5 separate regions of the Mus musculus genome follow, and all the other regions are linked to region 3. Evidence: chromatin contacts called from public Hi-C and Micro-C data. All regions are on one chromosome and are shown on one strand. Each heading gives the region's core, a stretch centred on a gene start, on an enhancer-like site or on the middle of the called end of the contact. The rest is flanking DNA. Distances are from core to core; before and after follow the strand shown.

Region 1 (2,700 bases), core at 74-2,573, 370 kb before region 3:
TGAGTTCATACGTGTACTGCGAAATACTGTCAATTCTGTTCTAGACACAGATTTCACTCTGCGCTTCAACATCTACACTTATATTAGTCAACTTAGCAACAATTTGTATGAAGAACAATTTAAAAATGAAGTCCATTCTAGAGTCTTGCTTTTTTTTTTTTCTCTTTTCAGAATGGTAAACATTGAGGACAGGGATTCTAAAGCCTGCTTCCTTCCAGGACACACAATGCATGAGGTATGGCAATCCTCAATAAATGCTTAAAAATGGCCCTGATCAGCACAGGGAAAGTTAGAAGAGCAATTGAAAATACTATCACCAGCTAAAAGTAGGCCTCCTTACCCATGAATATAAATGACCACTTTAGAAATATTTTATAGCAGATTGGCAAGGGAGGCAAGAGAGACATCCGGGGTTTGATGTTACATTTAAACTCGCTAAAGTGTTTAAACAGAACTGATTTCCAGCTCTAACCAACGTGATTTTCATTGTCATGAACCACATGGGTTACTGTGAAAGCGCTCAATGGATCCTCAGGAAATCTGATTTCATTATCACTTCTCAATGCGCTCCTTGTGTATATCCGGGTATCTGGTGTTAAAATCTCTGAACGGGAATAGAAGTAGAAACAGCAAATAGAAAAACCGAGTAAGAACAATAAGATGTTGGCTTTCCTAGAATTTTAAATTTGCCCATAGATGAGTTATTTCACGTCTCGAGTTTGAGATATTTCGCTGAGGAGGAGTGAACGAGGTGAGGTGAACGCCAGTATCAGAGGGGCGACAAGAAAAGGGTTGGGAAGCCCTCGGTGGCAACCGGCCAGGATCAGGGAAAGGAAAAACAAAGTTGAGAAGAGTCACCGGCCAGGGAAGGCAAGGGTGGCAGTTGGCTGCAGAAAGGGAGCCGGCCTGCCCGGGGCGAGCCTCGGGATGTCTCCGAGAGGGGCGCGAGGCCGTGGAAGTTGTTCCTGAGGGGAGAGAAGGGCAGCATCTCGAGAGGGTGAAGGCCTGGGACGCAGAGCCAACCCAAAGGCGCAGAGGGCGGTGGCGACCTGACAGGACGCGGGCGGGGAAGGAAAGGGCGACGACTCATACCTGGATGAGCACTTTCACGTACATGAGCGGCTGGGACAGGATGGTGAGACCGGAGCCCAGGAGCACCTGACTGGCCGCGTCCGCCATGATGGCACCCGCGGACGGACGGACAGACGGAGTCACCAAGCGACACAGCCGGTTCCAGATCACGTGTCGGGGGCGCCGGCTTCACTGGCCCGCCCGCGGCGCGCCGCCCGCTTAGGCTCCGCCCACCGGCCCGCCCAAAGAAACGGCAGGCGCTCGCGAGGGGCCGCCTGGGGCGGGGCTTGTGGGAGGGACGCGCATGCGTCTGGGCGTGGGCTCCTCGCGCCTCTAGGAAAGGCGATTTCTCTTGCGCCTGCGCAAGCCGGAAGTGTCCGGAAGGAGTAGGGAGGGAATGGTAATGATGGGGTGGTGGTGGGGTGACCCTGACGGCAAAGGCAAGGTCAGCGGACTAACAACTGGAAGAACTGAGTTATACTCCTATCCTCTTTCAGGCTTTGACGACGTAAAGTTTGATGGTTGTTTTCCGTTAGAGTTGTCATGTCTAATGAACAACAGATCCTGTCTGGCTTAACAGTGAATTCTGCAGGTCCCTGATTTTGCGTTTACCATTAGCTCAGTGGTAGAGCACTTCCCGACATCCTTGCTTTCAGTCCTCAGTACTGGAAAGAAAAAGCAACTACAACAAAATGTGCCCCCTCGGGGTCAGATGTGGCGGCACAGACCCTTAATCCAGCACTTGGGAGGCAGAGGAATGTGGATATGTGAGTTCAAGGCTAATCTGGTTTACAAACTGGATACCCGGTAAACCAGGGTTACATGGTGACATACTGACCAAAAAAAAAAATTTTTTTTTCATGTCTTCTCTGACTACTCGAAATCCATTTTATCCGTATTTCCTACCCGTTGCCTTGTGACACCTGTCACTGGGAAATTGTCTTTGACAGTTGAGAGTGTCAACTCTGGGTTCAGGAACCGAGATGGCCTTTGTACACTATTTTCCCCCAGTGCCTGGCATGTACCAGTGCTCAAGATTTATTAAAGCTCAGTGCCAATCGGGCTACCCAGGCTGTTAGAGGCAAAATGAAGAAAAGGCATTGCTCCAGCTCTGGCCCCTTTGTTCTGTAGCAGACACCACTTAGTGCAAGCACTTAGTGTGTACTGCTGAGAATGAACAAGGAACCGAGTTTGGAATCTGGCTTTCCTTTTGGATCCATGTGTCACTTTCCTTTTTAAATTTTTTAGTGTTTGTATCTAAATATAAGGACAATGCAACTAACTCAGTGTATTTTTATGAACATTAAGTGAAACTGTATATATGGAGTTTTTGAGAAATTGGCTGAAATACAGAAGTTAGTCCTAATATGGCCTTCTATTCAGCCCAGAACTAGCTGATATTGGGAGGCAGTTTGTAGGTCAGGCACACGGGCTTTGAAGTCCAATGGGCCTCATCCAAAGTCTACCTCTGCCAGTTACAGTGTGACCTTATATAGGTCATCCCAACTCTTCAAAACTTTTAAGCAAATAAGTATAATAATATCCACTTCAAAACATTATCTCAAAGCAATATGGACCTAGCCTGGCATACACAACAAAAATGCAATAGTAAATGGTAGCTTTTTATTC
Region 2 (2,700 bases), core at 19-2,518, 310 kb before region 3:
CCAAACACGCTGCATAGGATACGGGAACAAAACAAGCAAACGCCAGGCAAATAGTGAATTATTCTATTTTGGGAATCATAATCTCCAACAGGTCTGGTGGCAAACACTAGTACTCCCAGCACCAGGGAAGCAGAGGTAGGAGGAGAACTCAAGTTCAAGGGTAGTCCGGGCAACAGAGTGAGTTCCATGCCAACCGGGGCTAAAAAGCCCATCCTTCCGCCGCCCCAAATATACCTCCAGCTGGACCAGCATGCCACCACAGTGAACCTTCTGACCTTGGATTGGGTTTCTGCGAAGTTATCGGAAAAAGAGTGTACCAACCTCCGGCTTTAGTTCTGTTTCCAACGCCGGGAACATGTTACTGCCGCATAGTATGATGTAGGCGAGTTAGTAGCACCGTACCCAGCTGCAATATCTGCCTGATTTCCAAACAGCTGATTACACAGAAGTTACAAATCCCCGTAGGAAAAGTGAAAAGAAACCTAACCAACCACCACCGCCAACAAATAACACCAAATCTGCAGACCCTGCCCTTTCACACCCACAACCACTCGGGGGTTAAACTCTTGCCAAGCCGGCGTCTTACGAAAGGAGAGGATGGTGGTTGCCAGCACACACCTGAGGAGCTGGGGCGCTCTGCGTGTCCCCACGCCTGGTCCACTAGATTCACCAGGAGCCTCATTGGCCCCATGCTTAGTTTACGCTGAGAACAGATGCCCAACACCAGGACGCCGCAGAAAAGGGAAAGGAACCGGGTTGGGGGCACGCGCAGAGTCGCCTCAGAGCAGTTGAAAAGGAAAGGTCAGGGGTCGGAAGCGAGAGCCCTGGAAACGTTCAGTTCTGAGCGCCCTGCCTCGGAGTGTGGACTGCCCAGAGGCAAGCCCAAGGAAGGACAGAGCAGAAGTTTCCACCGGAGCCCGCGGGGTGACACCGCGCTGCCTGGCTACCCCTTCCCCGCAGCTGGTCCCCAGGCCGGGTGGACGCTGCAGGAGCTTCTCCATCTCTCCACTCTCACTCTTTCTGCAGAGGCCAGCCTGGAGTCCTGTCCGTCCCAAAGCTCCTTGCCCCCTGCCCTCCTCGCCCTCTGCCCCCCTCTCCCCATTCCGCCCCCCCCCCCCGGCACTCTCCTCGCCCCCCTGCACTTCCTGTCCTCTCACTCCCTTCCTGCCTGGGATCCCCTGCTTGTCCCCTGCCAGCTAGGGCGCTCCTTCGCAGGCCCAGTCCCTCAGCTCACCTGCTGGAGTTTTCTGCGAGGACCCTGGGAGCCTAGCAACCGGGAGCCAGAAGCGGAAGGAGGGCAGGACCCCGCCCTCATCTGTAAGCTGCGAGCCTTGGGATGTCAGGCAACTTGCGTTTCACATTCCAACGGTTTACTGATTCAAATTTCATCTCAAACTTTACAGACACAGTCTGGGGACTGATGAGTAGAACAGTGCCGAGGGCCTTCATATTTCTACTTTCGGTAGTTGTAAAGGTAATTTACTTTGTTCAAGGGCCTGAAGCTTCTATTCCTTTGGGGGCTGGTGAGGGTTAGAACTGTATGTAGCAAGCAGCCAAGAGTTATTTAAAAAGAGCAGATACACTAGGAGAACACGAGGTCAGTCCTAGAGAGAAGGAATCAGGTTCATTCTAGTTTACTTCATTTCTTCTCCCTTTGACAAACGTAAAATGTCCTTCCCCCATCCCTGCCTTGTCTTGATTTGGTTTAAAATAGTAATTATTCCTTTTTAAAAAAATGTGTGTGTGTGTGTGTGTGTGTGTGTTCACCTGGAGGCTAGGTTTCAGATCCCTAGGGAGCTAGTTACCTGCAGTTGTGAGCTGTTTGAATTGCTAAGTGGGTGCTGCTCAAAGAGCAAGTGCTTTTAGCCCCTGAACAACCTCACCAGCCGCCTCCCCTTCACTCTTGTTTGCATGTGCAGGATGAGCAGGGGAACATGTGTACACTTTATGGAGTCAGTTCTTCCCTTCTGCCTTTGCATGAGTTTCAAGTGCCAGGCAAACACAAACCTTCTAGACTATCTAGCCAGCCTTGTTTTTTTTTTTTTAAAGATTTATTTATTATTATATGTAAGTCAGACACTCCAGAAGAGGGAGTCAGATCTCGTTACGGATGGTTGTGAGCCACCATGTGGTTGCTGGGATTTGAACTCTGGACCTTCGGAAGAGCAGTCGGGTGCTCTTACCCACTGAGCCATCTCACCAGCCCCCCAGCCTTGATTTTTAAACATTGTTTTAATCCGTGTGCTTGTTGTGAGTGCAGGTGCCCGCCCACTGAGGTCAGAGGTCTCCCTAGAGTGGGAGACCCGATGTGGTCTTGTGGACGCTGGAAACCAAATTTGGATCATCTGGAAGAGCTTTCAGAGCTGAGCCCCACTGTTACTTGAGACTTGTTCAAGGACTTGTGTGAGTCTCCATCGACTAAATGACCCTATTGTCTAAAAGTAAAGATGTGCTATTTTAAGGGCAAACCTCAGAGCTGAAGAGATGACTCAGAGGCAAAGAGCACTGGCTGCACTTCCTGAATTCAAATCCTAGCATCCACCTGGTGCCTCACAACTATAGTCCTATGGGATCCCTCTTCTGGTGTAGATAGATGTATATGCAGACAAAACATCCATATATGTAAAGAAATCTTTAACAAAAAGTTAAAGAGTAATTGACTCATAAAAGCTGGGCCCACAATCCCTCAATTAAGCTGGG
Region 3 (2,700 bases), core at 179-2,678:
GGCATTGGCGCTTTAGACGCGTGCTTGGCCTTTGCGGGTGCGTCCTACTGGGATATTTATGATAGTGCTCTCTGACTGGAGTTACTTTTAGACTTGTCTCTTTTCCTCATTTTTGGCAAACAGCTAGAGGGCAGGATGGTTTCAGGTGGTCCTTAGATGAATGGATTCCAGGAGGGGCAACGCTGTATTGATACCAAGGCGGGTACTATGGGCAGGTGCCAGAAGCCACCATCCTAAAGAGTGATGGTTTTGTAGTTGAACTGGGCAAAATACACTTGCTTCCTTGTGCTGGCATGGCCTCTTGTGTTCTCCCCCTCCCCTTGGGTCCATCCTAGACTGTGTTGTTGACATATTGCCTGGCTCAGATGAGCTAAGAAAGGTTAAGCTTGAGAGAGGAGATGGTAGAAAGTTTTGGGGGACCTTGGGGATTCCGTTCCATCTCAGCTAATTGGTTCTTTTCTGTGACACTTATTGAGCACCTACTGTATGCACAGTGTTTCTGCTCCTGTGGAGGAAACAGTGGTGAAGGAGTGAGGGTGGTTTAGTTTTCCTGGCTGGTTATAGAAGAGACTTCTGAAGGGGTGGCCTTTTTGGGCAGGCCCTAGAAAATAAGTTTTGGGGCACTGATTTTGCAAGAGGGAATATATGTTTAAATGTCCTAAGGGGAAATCAGCTTCAAGAATACGAGTGTCACCAAGACTAGAGGAGCCTGCTGGGTACTTAAGGGTGGATTTTTAATCTGAGGGCAGTAGGGAATTGTGGGGCATTTTCCCTTCTTTTGGTTATTTTCTTTTTCTCAGTCACCATACTTTGGAAATTCCAATTACCAAAAGCATGTATTTAAGAGACAATGGGATTTGCGACCTTGAATTACATTAGGCTTTGGGGAAATAATGTATGGTATGGATGATAGTGAGAACCGCCGAAGGGACTCCCTGGCTCCCAAACGAAAGACTAACATTGCCAACTAAATCTGTAAGGCCTCACATTCTGCTCCTTCCCAAAGCTATATACCAGATAATTAGAAACTGATTGCCCTCTACTGATAGACTAAAGAAGGTTACTATTGTATAGTGAGAGATTACAAACCTATTGACTGCACTTCAGCCATGGCTTTAACAGTAGGCTGGCCCTGGACATGGCTAAAGGGAAGAGCTTGTGGCCTGCATTTCCTTTTGTATTCTCTGTAAGGCAGTTCACCTCCCAGGGGCAGGAGGGAGCACTGGCTTGCGGAGCTGTGAAAAACACTGGGTTTATGTAGTCAGCAGCCCCATGGCCTCAGTGAACCCAGTTAATCTTTTGTATAGTTGACTTGCTCTTTCCCTGTATTTACAGCCCCAGGACGCCCTCTCCATGGCCGTCTGCCTCCCGTGCACTCGATACCCACCCCCAACTGCTCTGCTTCTGATTTGCATTTTCACGGTTGAATGGATCTGCTGACTTCCCTTTTCTTTTCCGTTACAGGTCCTGTGCGCAGGTGCGGGTGAGTACCTTGCTCCTTTCCATTCTTGTGTTGTTTGCTACTGCCCCCTAGTGGACACAGTTGCATTAATGGCTAACATGGGGGGAAAAAATCACAGGAAAAAAAGATAACAAGAATCCACTTATGGGGTTGGAGAGATGGCTCAGTGGTTAAGAGCACTAGCCTCTCTTCCAGGGGACCTGAGTTCGATTCCCAGCGGTGGCTCACAACTGTCTGTAACTCAAGTTCCAGAGGGTCTGGCATCCTTGCACAGACATGCAGGCAGAACATCAATGCATATAGAAACATAACAACCCCCCCAAAATACAATGAAGATAGAAACTGTAAGTGAAAGGAGCATTCAGTTAGTTGTTTAACCACAACTATAAAAATTCTTTGTTTTCTCAACTGAATGACGGTGATATAGCACTGTATTCCCAGTTCCTCGGGAGTCTACGTCAGCAGATTCTTTTGAGCTAGGGAGTTTGGGGGCTTCCTGGGGGACATAGTTAAACCACCAGCTCATAAAATCATTGGATTTCTTGTGATTTTCTTTCACCAGCCCACACCCATGTGTGAGATAAATATACTGAAACTGTAATACTGAATATTTCTATTTTATGTGATATGTATTATTTTGCAAGCACTTTCTTATGTTGCTGTTTTACTACACTTACAATATGGTGTTGTGGGATTATAGAAATTCTTGGAAAGCAGAGATAGCCTCCTATATTTTTTGATTTTGCGTGTCAGCCTGGGAGTGAGTCTATAGCTCATGGTTGCGTACTTGCCCGATACATATGAAGTTCTGGCATCCTTTGAAAGGTAAGTTATACAAAGTTCCTTTCCTCTTGGCCCTCCAGTGCTGTGTGGAGGCCTGAGTCCCAGTTGGAGCTGGGTACTTTTCCTGGTCTGTAGGAAGACAAGATAAATACAGATGCCTGCCTAATATTATGGTGACGATGGTTTATATAGCTAAATACATCCAGCTGAAAGCACTGTTCTGGGATCAAGACCTTACTGTTTCTGTAGGAGGATAATAGTAGTTACTACTTTAAAAAAAGGTATATTTTTGGGAAAAAAATGGTAGCATTTTTTGCCCCTAAAATTCAGGACTTTTTTTTTCTTTTCCAGCAAAGCCAAACCGAACCAAACCAACCAACCAAAAAACAACCCAAAGCCTAGGACTCATTGAGATAAAATGATTGGCTTGGTCTCCCCAAGGAGGGCAGAGCTTG
Region 4 (2,700 bases), core at 25-2,524, 410 kb before region 3:
TTTTGGACATATAGATAAGCCCTCTTCCATTTTATGGATGAGAAATCTGGTGCCTAAACGAGGGGTACACGTTTTGGCTCAAGGTCATCCACTGAACTCTTAGCCTTAAACAGAGGGTTTGTTCTTTTTTTCCATTTCAAATCAGTGCGCTTCTCTACCAGCTCTCCCTCTTACACAAAGGTCAATGTGTTTCCCGCCTCAGTGACCCCTTTTGCAAAACCAGAAGAGACAAGGGAGCGAAGGAGGAAGCAAACAAAGGCAAGCACAGCCTCTGTCATTTGTTTGCTGAGAGGTGGGAGCTCTCCCTCTGCCCGGCAGCTTTCCTGGCAGGTCTTCGCTCGAAGCTCCTGCCCACCTTATCCTTTGCCACCTCCCCTCTAAGTCAGATGAACCCACCAGTGCCAAAGGTTCTTGTGTGTCCAATACCCTTCCTACCTTCCGTACTCCACTGCACATGCCCCTGAACCCTGGATCCTTTCCTCTAACAATCCCATTCCCCAGCAGGTCAGAGGAGGATGGTAAGGCGTCAGGTGGGTCTCAGAGCTCCAGGAAAGGAAATGGCTGCACAAAGCTCTGTCCAGGTGAAGCTCAAAAATAGTCATCTTCAAAGAGGAAAACTGGGACAGAGCTGGATAGACCCAGAGCCATAGAACCAATGGAGAAGGTGCAGCGATGTCAGACTAAGGGCATCTCCAAGCCCCTAGCGCCTTGTTCCCATATCCCAGTTAACACTGCTTTCAAACCGTGCCAGAACCCCCCTGTATCTTCCTTGAAAGTCCGCATCCTTCCAAGAATGTGAGCCCCACTTTTACAGAAGCAGTCAATAAGTCCCTTCTCGTGGGGAAAAATGCCCCATTAAGGGGTCCCCGCAAGCCCCTTTTCCATTATCCCTGCCCTCCACCCCTCCCTCTGAAGTAAAAGCCCCTGAGCCTCTTTCATGAAAAAGCGCCCAGGTCCTCCTTTCCAGGAAAAGGGACCGGGTCCCTCGTGCCTCCCGCCGCCCCCGCTCGCATAGAAGAGAAGCCTGCGCCCCCGCCTCCTCCGGGCTGCCCTCACCTGGCTGGTGGCGGGCGGGTCGGCTTCGGTCCCAGCCGGCTATCCTGCTCGGTGAGGACGCCGGGCTACACACTGGTCGCCCGCGCTGCGGCTTGACCGGGCCTCCAGGGGTGGCGGGGGTTTAGCCGGCGACGAGTGGGGACCCCGGCAAGGGAGGCGTGAGCAAGTGGGAAGGACAGCAGAAGCTGAAGCGGAGAAACGCAAGGGCGGGGAGCAGGGGAGGCGGAGGGGAGAGCGGAGGACGAGGGAGGGGCGCCGAGCAGTTGGGCCTGGGGCACCGCACCGAGCCTGCGCTGAGCATGGGACCCTTCCTCATTCCTGGATCCTGAGCGTTACCCACCGGGTGCCGCGCTCAGGCGTCATTGATCCAAGTTAGCAGGTGGGGAAACCGAGGCCGCTAGAGAGGCCACCCTAGGGTGGCCCAAGGCATCCTACAGACCAGCTTTCTGGTTTGTGTGGGGAGAGAGGACTCGGGCAAGGCATGGACTGTGCTGCAAGCAAGGACAGTAGGAGGTGAGATTTTGTATGGGACAGATGTCCACGCTGAGTGGCCTTGGGGGGAAGGTCTGAGGGAAGAGAATGATAAATGGGTCAATGTCCTTAGTAAAGTAAGAGGTGAAAATGCCCCACTTTTCCTTCCTCACTTCTGAGTCTGCAAATGCCCCTCCCCCTGCACCTCGTGCGTGTGCTAGCAAGGCTGGAGGAAGGACAAAGCTGCAGACATCAGCACATCAGCTTGAGACCCTCTGAGAAGAACAAAGAAGGTGCAGGATCCTTGGGACGTACTGAATTTTTCTTTTCCGGAAAAGGTTGAGAAGGGCAATAGGAGGTCCCCGTGTGGGGCATGGACTTTCTGGGGAGCTATGCCCACACTCGTAGGAGTCCAACAACACCTCAGGGGCTGAGATCAGCATCTCCTCCACGCCCCACGCCCCCCCTCACCCTCACAGGCTCGCAGAAGCCCTGGCCCTCAGGAGCTTTCCTTCTGGAATTCTCCACATACCTGGCCCCAGTTACTGGAGTATAAATTACCCATGGAGAAGTGATGAGCTTGGGCAGTTCCTCCACGCTGTTGGGTACAAGGAGGCACAAGGCAAAGTGCCTGCCTAGCCCTTGCCAGATCACAAATGTCTCCTTCTCCTTGAAAGCTGGGGAGGGGGGCACTCCAATGGGCAGGGCACTGAGGGTGGGATGAGTCCCACAGGGAAAGGCCAGGAGCCATCCTGTGACACCTGTGGTCCTCCTTAGGCACTGGACCTCTTATTCAGGGCAGGAAGGTGTGGGAGGGAGAGAGGCAGGACATTTGAATCCCAACTGGGGCTGGAAGACATTTGACACTTAATATGGAAGAACTCTCAACAAAGGAATCAGGGTGGGCTGGTAATGGGTAGATAACATGGCAGCCAGCAGGGCCTTGGGAAGGGAGAGGCCAGGGAAGGCATGATGGGGTGCTGGTGGGTGTGGGGGTAGTTAGGAGTGGAAGAGCCACAGATATACCAGATAGGAAGTTAGGAATCATCAGGGCTCAGAGAAAAGGGCCCAGGCTAAGTTGTAGTCTTTGCTTACTCCTACCTGGTTCAAACTGCAAGTGCTGGCAGTGCTGTGCCCTCTCACCCAGGATGCCTCCCTAGCCTGGATGTTACC
Region 5 (2,700 bases), core at 146-2,645, 390 kb before region 3:
AATGCTGGGTCTTGTCCTTACCTAACCTTTGGCACTTCCTGCTCCTCGGAAGCAGATGCAGTACCTGACATTTGCCATGGAAACCTGGCTTTTCTAGGGAACTCTTTTGGCTGCCTTTCTGAGGTAGAGGTTGGTGCCACATAGTTTCAATTGGAGAGTTGGAGGCTTAGTGTCAGTTTGTACCCTCACGACCCTGCTCTTATATAACTGCTTTGTCTTGCTGTCCTCCAAGTCTGTCCTCTGCCCGGATTTCCCTGTAACTATCAGGATCTATTTGAAGATGTTCTTCAGGGTTGTGGCAAGTTTGTTCCAGAGCAGATGTTTTAATACAAATCGTACTTAAATGGTTGTAGACAAGTGATTTTGGACCCTGTCACTTCTGAGACATGGCCGTGAGACAGTGGTAGGCTAGGTTAGTGTGAGCAGACTTGTTTTTTTTAAGATTTATTTATTATTATATCTAAGTACACTGTAGCTGTCTTCAGACGCACCAGAAGAGGGCGTCAGATCTAATTATGGATGGTTGTGAGCCACCATGTGGTTGCTGGGATTTGAACTCAAGACCTTCGGAAGAGCAGTCGATGCTCTTAACCACTGAGCCATCTCTCCAGCCCGTGAGCAGACTTTTAACACACACATACAAACACACACACACACACACACACACACACACACACACACACACACACACACTACTAGGCCCTTAAGATTTCTCAAAACTCATGTAAGCACAACTAATGGAAGGTCAAGTTCTTATCTCCCCTAGAAATATAGTCTTTAAAAAAAGAAATAAAGAAATGGGCCAGGTGGCAAACACCACTAATTCCAACATTCTAGAGGCAGAGGGGGATGATGTCTTAAGTTTGAGGGCAGAGGCTCTGGACTGGAGTTAAGAGAGCTTTGAGCCACCTAGTCTGAGTGCTGGCAAAGGGAACTCAGGTCCCCTGCAACTGTGAGCCTTCTTAACTGTTGGTGTTGCCCCACCCAGCCCACTCCAGCTAGTTCTTCTAGAAAGCCCAATAGGGAGCTGAGCACTGTCAAACTATAATCCCAGCAAATGGAGGCTGAGGCCAGCATGGGCCACACAGAAAGACCCTGCCTCAGCTAAACTAAGCTAGGTCATTTTAAAACCAGCTGTGGCCAGGCTGATTCCAACCCTTGGGAATATCAGAAAGTCAAAGACAACTAAGCTATTATTTTGAGAGCTTATCTCACAACAGAACACTGCAGACCAGTAAAACAATCTAGAGAAAGTGCTAGAGACCAAGAACTCAACTGCAATTCTCCTCTTAGCCTTCTTTGGTGCTGGCATTTCAGCCATGAGGCATTGTGACTGTTTGAGACAGAGTCTACATAACTCAGACTGACCTCAGGCTGTGATCCTCTATGCTTCAACCTCCTAAACTGTCAGGATTATAGACAGGAACAGGACTCATTTCTGAGACAGGTTCTCAATATGTAACTTTAGTTGGTCTATAGCTCACTATGTAAATCTGCCTGCCTCTTCCTTCCAAGTGCTGGGATTAAAGGCATGTGCCACCACACTCAGCTAGTATCTGCTTTTTGATATAGCATCTTTATGTAATCTAAGTTAGCTTCAAACTTGCTATGTCATGGATGATCTGTGAACTCCTGACCTTCCTGCCTGTATCCCCCTGGTTTTGAGTTTGTATCACTGCCCCCATTTTTTCTGATCTGCAGTTAGAACCCAGTTACCAGCTTCTGTTAGGTAAGTGCTCTACCACTAAGTCACACCTCTAGAAATAAGACTTTTAATTTTCACTGAGCAATCCTAGACCATTCAGCAGGCCAGATGCACAGGCACAACCAAAGTTCTGCTGCCCTCTGGTGGTGGACAGGTTCTCACAGCCAGCGGTGCTCAGAACCGGGGAGCGTATATGTGTACAGAAGCAGCAGGCTAAGCATGGTGCATTTTCCTACATCATCTTTACTTGACTTTTTTTCTGGGAGAAAAGAGTAGGTAATGCAAAACACATTTTATATTAAAACAGATGCAGATAATAATGAATAGAATATAAAATTTACATTACTTTTGAGACAAAGTACTTTTGACATCAAAGACATTTCAAACTAAGCTACTCATGAGCTTCTGGTCGCATCCCTAACCCTGAGTGGGAGAAGACCCTGCGCGCTCACACTACCTAACATCATGGCCTCTGCTGCATTGACAGAAGTCTAAAAGCAGCAAAGTCAGTGCTTACTCATTTGGCAAAGTATCAGGAATCGACACCACAGGGCTTTCTCATCTTATGAGCATTTTAACTGCCATTGAAAGGCCTGAGTGAATAGGAAGGAGCTCAATGCTTGAGTTGAAAATTTTCCTTCTAAAGTGATTTTGCCTTCATTAAGTGTTTTTTACATGCCTAACTGAGGGTCTGACATTTGAGCTGGACAATATCCTAAGAACCATGTGGACTTTGGTCCACGTCATCAGATAAGGAGTTACACTTTCAAGGGTGTCATCAGAAATAAGACCCAAACTACTCACCTTCTGCAGTAACAAGAAGGAAACAAACGCTTAGGAGCAGAAGCTTATAGGCAATGGGAGCCGCGGTGAGGCCAGACCTTGGAGGCTGTGGGCACTGAGCACTCGGGGTGCTGCTGTGTGTGCTGCAGTGCTTGCTTCTCGTGCTACACGAGGCTAGGAGCTTCTTTGGAGTGAAAGGCCATCATACTCCC

The links. Hi-C and Micro-C count contacts between places; a contact is called where the count stands out from the background.
Region 1: a Micro-C map of the G1E-ER4 cell line shows a contact between it and region 3. The contact joins the promoter of Mtch2 here to the enhancer-like site in region 3. A contact is called at or near these places in 5 of 39 promoter capture datasets (the C10 cell line, cranial neural crest, frontonasal cranial neural crest and 2 more), 1 of 15 datasets of contacts at CTCF or cohesin (pro-B cells), 10 of 484 Hi-C or Micro-C datasets (CD4 T cells, CD8 T cells, the G1E-ER4 cell line and 5 more), 7 of 115 datasets of contacts at active chromatin or transcription factors (the 230-238 cell line, the SCID.adh cell line, embryonic stem cells and 2 more) and 1 of 9 other capture datasets (liver).
Region 2: a Hi-C map of the 63-12 cell line shows a contact between it and region 3, with 2.7 times the contacts expected there. The contact joins the promoter of Agbl2 here to the enhancer-like site in region 3. A contact is called at or near these places in 8 of 39 promoter capture datasets (the 3T3-L1 cell line, the HPC-7 cell line, cranial neural crest and 5 more), 1 of 15 datasets of contacts at CTCF or cohesin (pro-B cells), 6 of 484 Hi-C or Micro-C datasets (the 63-12 cell line, B cells, the G1E-ER4 cell line and 2 more), 1 of 115 datasets of contacts at active chromatin or transcription factors (embryonic stem cells) and 3 of 9 other capture datasets (adipose tissue, embryonic stem cells and liver).
Region 4: a Micro-C map of embryonic stem cells shows a contact between it and region 3, with 2.6 times the contacts expected there. The contact joins the promoter of C1qtnf4 here to the enhancer-like site in region 3. A contact is called at or near these places in 11 of 39 promoter capture datasets (the C10 cell line, the HPC-7 cell line, cranial neural crest and 7 more) and 2 of 484 Hi-C or Micro-C datasets (both in embryonic stem cells).
Region 5: a Hi-C map of the G1E-ER4 cell line shows a contact between it and region 3, with 2.6 times the contacts expected there. The contact joins two enhancer-like sites. A contact is called at or near these places in 8 of 39 promoter capture datasets (the 3T3-L1 cell line, the C10 cell line, the HPC-7 cell line and 4 more), 1 of 15 datasets of contacts at CTCF or cohesin (pro-B cells), 7 of 484 Hi-C or Micro-C datasets (the G1E-ER4 cell line, the N1E-115 cell line, centroblasts and 3 more) and 1 of 9 other capture datasets (pancreatic islet).

Annotation. Positions count from the first base shown.
Region 1 is chr2:90,845,778-90,848,477 of GRCm38.p6, reverse strand. It overlaps Mtch2 (mitochondrial carrier 2), which reads right to left and starts at 1,323. Exons shown (of 13, transcript NM_019758.3): 1 at 1,093-1,323. The coding sequence starts at 1,179.
Region 2 is chr2:90,781,295-90,783,994 of GRCm38.p6, reverse strand. Agbl2 (ATP/GTP binding protein-like 2) reads right to left here and starts at 1,268. Exons shown (of 18, transcript NM_178755.4): 1 at 1,235-1,268; 2 at 322-419; 3 at 1-9.
Region 3 is chr2:90,473,754-90,476,453 of GRCm38.p6, reverse strand. It overlaps Ptprj (protein tyrosine phosphatase, receptor type, J), which reads left to right. Exons shown (of 24, transcript NM_008982.6): 2 at 1,465-1,483. Among named protein-coding and RNA genes, the nearest start is that of Olfr1274, 74 kb to the right of the region's middle. Within about 2 kb of position 1,428, at least 241 of the 459 cell types and tissues checked have an H3K27ac peak or open chromatin away from gene starts, as enhancers often do. A contact at or near this core is called in the 230-238 cell line, the 63-12 cell line, B cells and 15 more, where this site is marked.
Region 4 is chr2:90,884,360-90,887,059 of GRCm38.p6, reverse strand. It overlaps C1qtnf4 (C1q and tumor necrosis factor related protein 4), which reads right to left and starts at 1,274. Exons shown (of 2, transcript NM_026161.3): 1 at 1,057-1,274.
Region 5 is chr2:90,865,871-90,868,570 of GRCm38.p6, reverse strand. It overlaps Mtch2 (mitochondrial carrier 2), which reads right to left. Exons shown (of 13, transcript NM_019758.3): 13 at 1,761-2,700. Among named protein-coding and RNA genes, the nearest start is that of C1qtnf4, 19 kb to the left of the region's middle. Within about 2 kb of position 1,395, at least 23 of the 459 cell types and tissues checked have an H3K27ac peak or open chromatin away from gene starts, as enhancers often do. A contact at or near this core is called in the G1E-ER4 cell line, where this site is marked.